Linked DNA regions of Arabidopsis thaliana: region 1 is linked to region 2. A link is a contact called in public capture Hi-C data. All regions are on one chromosome and are shown on one strand. Each heading gives the region's core, a stretch centred on a gene start, on an enhancer-like site or on the middle of the called end of the contact. The rest is flanking DNA. Distances are from core to core; before and after follow the strand shown. Region 1 holds the start of ENT6 (equilibrative nucleoside transporter 6). Region 2 holds the start of UBQ11 (ubiquitin 11).

Region 1 (4,026 bases), core at 1,419-3,918, 40 kb before region 2:
ATAAGAAGTTTCATAGTTCAGAATTTATAAACTCTATATGATACATTAGGAAGGGAGCATATGATAAGTTTTTTTTTCTAACTTTACCTAATAATCAAATTTGGTGCTCTCTATTATTGTGACGTCAATAGACATAAGGATAAATATAGGAAATAAATAACATTAAATTTTATAAACTTTTATGAATTGTTTTTAATTCAAAAATTAGTTCAAACTACATAAGCGATTTTATACAAACTTTATGACATGTGGCATATTTTTCTATGTTTTATTTCCATTTTCATTCTCACTTGAAAAGAAATGATATACATAAGGTATGAATTATAAGAAAAGCTTATAAATAGTAGTTTACAGTTTTACATTGATTTTTATTTTATTTAGCATGTTATAAAATAATTATTCTTATCATCAAAATATATATTTTCAGGTTTTTTTTTTATATGAAGATACATCACACAAAGGATCTATTCATCCACCATTTTTATTAAGTGATGAGGGTTTACAGTCATTTTTGTTTTTGATTTGCTTGGGCTTTTCTTATTTTTGCTGATCTGTTCAAAAAATATGGGCATGATTATGAGACCTGATTTACTCCATATTTAGCACTTTATCAAGGTTGTAAATATTCTTTTTGTTAAATTTTATTAGTGTTTTCATTGTTTTTTGTTGCATTTAGTATCCACGTGATTTTTCTTGTGTTTTAGAAATCCTATAGTGTCTTTGTGTGTGTGTTTTTAGTTATGTGAAGTTAAAATAATGGAATACACACATGTAGATGCTAAGAAGAGAAATGATGATCATGAACAAGTCCAAAGTGTCAGAAATATCAATTCGGATGAAGGCCTTACTTTCGAATTTAGATTCAGAAATTTAGTTAGCTTTCCACTGATGGTGATTTCAAGCCAAACGGAACAGAGGTTTAAGAATTATCATCGATTTAGTAGACACATATCATTTTCATGCTTAAGAAAAGCTCATCCAGAAATTTTCCTTCAATGCCAGAGGTTATATTAACTTAGTGCAGTAGGATCAACATACAATTAGAGACTTTTTAATGATGTAATCATCTAAGATATGATCCACTTTATTTTGGAATAATCCGGTCCAAACAAATTTATATTCAAGGATTTTTTAGACATTTTTTAATATAGTGAGATCAACAATTTTTAGACATTTTTAATACAGTGAGACCACTAGAGACTTTTTCATGATATCATTATCCAAGATTTGACCCGTTTTATCTTGGGTCGACCAGGTCTAAACGAATTTGTATTTAAGCAATTTTTAGACATTTTTTAACTGAAATTTGTTTTGTGAAGGATTCTTCAATTCTATCATTTATATTTTTGTTTATGCATTTTTCTTATATCTTTCACCATGTTTAATGAGTAGTCTTTTGTTTGATCATGAGTTATGATAGATTAGGATAATTTGATAGTTAAATGATGATGATTTATATTGCTTATTGTAGATTTCTTCATTTAGGTTAATCTTATTATTATGTGCACCGATTATGTGGTTCATAAGTATCTGGTGAACATTTTATTTTAAGTTTTTTTGTTAGGTTATACAGCTAACATTAAAAAATAGTAAGAAAATACAAGGGATAATATAGTGAAAAAACACTGATAGTGAGAACATATTTCCTGAAGTCTCTCTTCACTTCATTTGGAAATGGAATAACTTATTTTGGCAATGAGATGTTTGATTACTGAACAATAACATTTGGTGGTTTTTGTTCGGAAGATTTCTAAATTGGTGAAAATAGAGCAGCATCTTGTGGGGTTTGATCAACATATACGAATGAAGTAAAAGAATGCAAAGAAATTGCGATTAAACACTATGCAATTAAACCTCATTATGGTCTTAGTAACTGAATAATCTACTCAGTTACTAATGTATAAATATATTTTTGCTTTATGATAATTATTAATTATTATTCATGTAAAGTTTAAATTCCAAATAAACATATGGATTAGTCATACCTCAATAATTACTCTTTTAATAGTGCATAATATTTAGTTACTTAATTACTTCAATCAAGTTTTTTTTTTGAGTTTTCTTGTCAATAAAAAATGTCCCGTTTTTTTTTATTTTGCATCAAAAAAAGTATATATAAAAGAATACAGAGTAAAATAGTATTTTAAACATAAACTTTTCACTTTAACAAAATTTTCTACTTCAATTCTTAACTAGCGGCACAATACTTATTTATTTTAAGTGTTTGATGATACTTTTTCTACATGTAAAAATCAATTAACATATATAAGGTAATTTTTCAAACAAAAATATAAAAATTTCAAGTATATTTATAAAATTAAAATATATCAAAACTATTAAAAAAAATTAAAACTAATTTTATTTTGCACATCACGCGAGGCTACTTCTAGTGTATATATATTGTTTGATGATGTTGTGTTTTATATAGAGAAAAAACAAACTCATAGCATAATGCTTTTTAATTTCGTCAGAAAAGCCAAATTAATTAGACAAAACTACATTTTTCTTCTAACCACACCTTATAGAGTGCTTTTTTCTTTCAAGTGCGTTTCTATATCTGTGACGAAGAAATACGTATCGCACTGCTTTTTCTTTTCTTTTTTTCTTCAAAAAAAGAGTTTGAAACAAACTTAATGGTGAGAAATAAGTAGAACCACACATAAAAAGCTGGAACGCGTCGTACATTCACGCCCTTACTTTAATCTATTTGGTTCTGTTTCTTTTTCTTCTGTGTCTCATATTATATCCTTCCATATTTGCTGTCAAAAACCTTTTAAAAGTCTTATTATTATTTTACTTGCTCATCTCCTTGTATTAAGAATCTTGTTTTGAGTTTTTGTGAAAGCGTTACTCTTTAAATAATCAACAAACTCGTTGGCTCTGCAAAACCCTCATGCATGTGCTAAGTTCCAAGTAAGTGTCTATAGCTTTCTGCTCCAACAACAAAAAGAAAAAGAATAACATCATCCAGTGTTTGATCCATTTCTTGAATCTTGTAAAAGGGTTATGTTCTTTTGATCTCTCTGTAACAATTTCGAAAATGGCGGATATATACGAGCACCAAGTTCCTGAGAAGCTTCGCGTGAGTTTCCACAATATCCAAAACTCAGAACCAAAATCTTTCAATGTTTTTGTAAATTTCAAACCCTAAAATTCTTGTTTATCTCTGAAAAAAACAGGGGAAGTATCAAGCAATGATTGTCTACTGTATTCTTGGATTTGGTTCTCTTATTTCTTGGAACAGTATGCTCACTACAGCAGATTACTACTACAAAGTTTTCCCGGTTCGGTTTCGGTTCTGACTATTCTAAGATTCGAAAATTAGTTTTTGAATTCTGATGTTGTGTTTTAGTCATCAAAAAGTTGGAAAAAAGACATAACGTTTCTTGCATGTAGGATTATCATCCTTCAAGAGTACTCACACTTGTATACCAACCGTTTGCGTTTGGAGCAATCGTGATCCTCGCATACCACGAATCGAAAACCAGTACTCGAAAACGTAACCTGATTGGTTACATTCTATACACAATATCCACATTCTTGCTCATAGTTGTAAGTTTCTTAATTCAAGTCTTAATCTTACATTAATCTTTCATATGTAAATGGATTTTAATTATAGACGCAAGAATTTAAATTAAAAAAAAAAAACAGTTGGATTTGGCAACAAAAGGACGTGGTGGATTCGGACCTTATACCGGTTTATGCGCAGTCGTTGCTGCTTTTGGCCTCGCGGATGCTACCGTTCAAGGAGGAATGTTCGGTGATTTATCACTGATGTGCCCTGAACTAGTTCAGGTTATACATTTTAGGAGATACAATATATCCTTTTAGACTAGCTAACATATACAAGAGGAATTTACTAGCTAACATATTCCTACTTCCTTGTAGTCATACATGGGAGGTATGGCTGTAGCTGGTGCGCTAACATCAGCGCTTAGGCTAATAACCAAAGCAGCTTTTGAGAAATCAAACAATGGTCTACGAAAAGGGGCAAGTGAGTTCATATTTTTGAAGGTTTCAAATTTC
Region 2 (4,026 bases), core at 238-2,737:
TAAAATCATGAGCTTGAAGATGAAAGTTCCAACAGACTATATGCCTGAGCTGGTATGTGAAACTTGTAGTAACTACTGGTCAGAAAGAAACAGAGAAGATAAGATAAAATAAGACTTTTGTTCTTGGATTCTAAGAAGTGTGGATGCTCTTGTGTTTTGCAGTTTGAGGAGCAAAAAGATCATGTCTCTGAGGAGCAAGTAATGCGTGTGGTATTCTTGGATCCCGAAAACCCTAACTCCGTGAGTCCGTCCGCTTCTTCTTCTTTTTCTGGTTCTTATCGCCATCATTTGTGAACTTGATTGGGATCATTTACTGCTTTAAGCAATCCTAGATATCACTGATTCTTTAAACTTTGTTACCTCTCTCTTTACAGATGATGGAGAAATTGAAGAGTCAATTGGCTGAAGCGGATGCTGCAGATGAAGCACGGAAAAAAGCATCAGAGGGTATTGTTGGTCCAAAGCCAATTGGAGAAGGGCTTGTGATCGATGAATGGGTGAGAGACGAATGCCATTCTTTTCATGCCTTACTCTCGTCTTCTTTTTATGTTTTGTTTTATAAGACAACAAAGAAAGTGTGATACTGATGTTAACTGTGTTTATCTTCTGTACTAATGACCAGAAGCAACGCCGAGAGAGATATCTTGCACAACAACAAGGAGGAGTAGACGCTGCTTGAAACTTAAAGACCACCAAGACCAAAAAGTGTGTGTATGTGTTTTTTTTTTTTAATTTTGTGCCGAGTCAAAATGTGTTGTGTGACGAGATAGAAGATTGTATTTATGATCAATTATCTTAGTAATCCCAAAATTATTTGCAGAGGAGATCATCGTGTTTGGTAAATGAAAAGGATATTTGCAAAAGAGTGATGTCTTGATTTATCTGAATGTCCACCTGAATCCTTGCAAACAGAGGAGATATACTAAGCCTTTGGAAGAGTGTATAGATGAGCTAGAACTCTACACACTTGGTCAATACTAGATTTATCTGCATCAAATGCTTTCCACCAGGGTGGATTCTCTGGGAGAGGTACTTGAAACCTACGTGCAGCAGCATACACGACCCCACAAGCCACAACCTCACTTGTGAACCTTACACAAAGGGTTGTACGCAGACTATCATTAGCCAAATTCCAAGCTTCTTGCCTCAATTCCGGAGGTGTTTCTAGTGTTCAACATGACAAACAAAACCCATCTCTTTCAGTATATGTCTCTCAGTTGTGCTTAATTCAAATTTCAACTCAGAGAACTTCTTGGCATACTTATCCAGATTATCTAATGATCTCATCTAATGGTAATTCAACTTTCAGTATATGTCTCGCAGCAAACTATCTTTACATCAAATTTTTAACAACTCAATGCACAAAATACTTTTCCTCAACCTAAAAATAAGGCAATTAGCCAAAAACAACTTTGCGTGTGAACAACGCGTACACGTCCCTACACATACGTGTCAATTTATAATTGGCTATTGCTTCCACGCCTTAGCTTTCTCGTGACCGACCGAGTCGTCCTCGTCTTTTTTGCTTCTATAAATCAAATACCCAAAGAGCTCTTCTTCTTCACAATTCAGATTCCAATTTTCTCAAACTCTAAAATCAATCTCTCAAATCTCTCAACCGTGATCAAGGTAGATTTCTGAGTTCTTATTGTATTTCTTCGATTTGTTTCGTTCGATCGCAATTTAGGCTCTGTTCTTTGATTTTGATCTCGTTAATCTCTGATCGGAGGCAAATTACATAGTTTCATCGTTAGATCTCTTCTTATTTCTCGATTAGGGTTCGTATTTTTCGCAGATCTGTTTATTTTCTTGTTGTTTCCTTGTATTTGATCCGATTTGTTGAAAGAATTTGTGTGTTCTCGATTATTTACGCTTTGATCTGTGATTTTTATCTAGATTTGGTGTTAGTTTCTTGTTTGTGCGATCGAATTTGTCGATTAATCTCGGTTTTTCTGATTAACAGATGCAGATCTTCGTTAAGACTCTCACCGGAAAGACTATCACCCTCGAGGTGGAAAGCTCTGACACCATCGACAACGTTAAGGCCAAGATCCAGGATAAGGAAGGTATTCCTCCGGATCAGCAGAGGCTTATCTTCGCCGGAAAGCAGTTGGAGGATGGCCGCACGTTGGCGGATTACAATATCCAGAAGGAATCCACCCTCCACTTGGTTCTCAGGCTCCGTGGTGGTATGCAGATTTTCGTTAAAACCCTAACGGGAAAGACGATTACTCTTGAGGTGGAGAGCTCTGACACCATTGACAACGTCAAGGCCAAGATCCAAGATAAGGAGGGTATTCCTCCGGACCAGCAGAGGTTGATCTTCGCCGGAAAGCAACTTGAGGACGGCAGAACTTTGGCGGATTACAACATCCAGAAGGAGTCTACGCTTCATTTGGTCTTGCGTCTGCGTGGAGGTATGCAGATCTTCGTAAAGACTTTGACCGGAAAGACCATCACTCTTGAAGTTGAGAGCTCCGACACCATTGATAACGTGAAGGCTAAGATCCAGGACAAGGAAGGCATTCCTCCGGACCAGCAGCGTCTCATCTTCGCTGGAAAGCAGCTTGAGGATGGACGTACTTTGGCCGACTACAACATCCAGAAGGAGTCTACTCTTCACTTGGTCCTCCGTCTCCGTGGTGGTTTCTAAACCTTGTCTCTCTCTCTTATGGTTACTGAACCAAGTTCATGTATCGTTTCATCTAGTACTTTGGTGGTTTATGTTTTGGGGCCATGTACAGCCTCTGATAAATAATTGATCGACTATGTTTCCGTTTCTTTCATCTCTCTTTTCTTTCAAACAACAAATCGAACTTATTCTCTATTGCAATTATCTCTTTCGATTCACTTTTGTCATCGTTGTCTCTTTATATGATGTGCTTAGTTTGATGAGTGTGAGAAGTACAGAGTCTCTATCTAATGTTCAGTCCTGTCAACATCTAATGGTTTTAACTTCTTGACAGTGTGTGATAAACAATATCACCTTATAAGTGTGCCAGTAAAGTGCAGTGCGAATTTGAAACAATGTTTTAAGCACTTTCAAAAACATGTGCAAGCAAAAACAGGGGACAATACAATGAGATGTAGAGGAGACTGCAAGATGCTGAGTCTATCAGCAAGATCCCCAAGTTCTGATATGAACAGAGCCTTCTCCTTCACTAAACTCTGATTTGTTTGATTCAAACTCAATTTCCTCTCCATCTGCAACATTTGTAACACAATTATACACACTTTTCTTAAAAAAGAGAGGAAAAACCTATAAAACAAGAGTACATGAGAAGACAGTACCTTTCTCTAAGATTATATGCACAACACAAAACGGAACCGCAGCATAAAGATCAACTCCTTGCAGCGTCATCCAAGTGGTTTCCCTAGAGCCATGAGATCCACACGTGGGACCACATTTGTTGAACCAATGGTTTGGTTTCTGTCCCAATCATCGTAGAAGGAACAAAGACTAGTAGTCTTTGTAGTTAGAGCTCTTCTCTTTCTACTACCACAATCTACTGGCCCAATAATATTTTATTCAGCCCAAAATACATATAGGCTCTTAATGGGCTATATGGTAACTCGATCAAACGCTTGGGTTTGAAGTTATGCCGCCTCGTACACGTTAGGGTTTCAAGTTATATGCCGCCTCGTACACGCTAGGGCTTTAAGTTATGCCGCCACAAATACCCTCTATATAAATACAGATTCTCTTCTCCCTCTTTCTCATATCTTCAACAACGTTTTCTTCTATCTTAGTTTTTTCTTCTTTTGGTTCTCTGTTTACTTGAAATCGTTTAATGTTTGGTTACGAGTTTTGATTGTTATAAACCCGATGAAGAAGCAATCCCAAAAGATAGGAAGTGCCGTATGACACTTTACACAACAGCTAGCGTGACTGAATTCGTTCTGTGTCTGCTGTGTGGTTGATTTGACAAGGGTCCGCTGAGGGTTTTTTCTTTTTGTTTTCTTCTAAATTGTAGAAATTGTCTGATGCCACGTCGAAGGTAGCTCTTTTTTTTGGGGCAATGATCC

Evidence for each region. Capture Hi-C pulls out chosen DNA fragments and counts their contacts.
Region 1: a capture Hi-C map of seedling shows a contact between it and region 2, with 2.3 times the contacts expected there. The contact joins the promoter of ENT6 here to the promoter of UBQ11 in region 2. A contact is called at or near these places in 8 of 26 Hi-C or Micro-C datasets (callus, cotyledon, leaf and 4 more), 2 of 2 datasets of contacts at active chromatin or transcription factors (seedling and shoot) and 1 of 3 other capture datasets (seedling).

What each region holds. Positions count from the first base shown.
Region 1 is chr4:2,627,700-2,631,725 of TAIR10.1, reverse strand. ENT6 (equilibrative nucleoside transporter 6) reads left to right here and starts at 2,668. Exons shown (of 10, transcript NM_001340532.1): 1 at 2,668-2,913; 2 at 3,003-3,082; 3 at 3,180-3,284; 4 at 3,397-3,552; 5 at 3,652-3,795; 6 at 3,889-3,994. The coding sequence starts at 3,041.
Region 2 is chr4:2,586,898-2,590,923 of TAIR10.1, reverse strand. UBQ11 (ubiquitin 11) reads left to right here and starts at 1,487. Exons shown (of 2, transcript NM_116744.4): 1 at 1,487-1,629; 2 at 1,964-2,920. The coding sequence starts at 1,964. The coding sequence ends at 2,653. It overlaps AT4G05060 (PapD-like superfamily protein), which reads left to right. Exons shown (of 7, transcript NM_116745.3): 4 at 1-52; 5 at 163-240; 6 at 375-497; 7 at 623-859. The coding sequence ends at 679. It overlaps AT4G05055 (a small nucleolar RNA gene), which reads left to right and starts at 3,978; the gene lies at 3,978-4,026. U49.1 (a small nucleolar RNA gene) reads left to right here and starts at 3,820; the gene lies at 3,820-3,946. It also overlaps the pseudogene AT4G05049 and the pseudogene AT4G05053.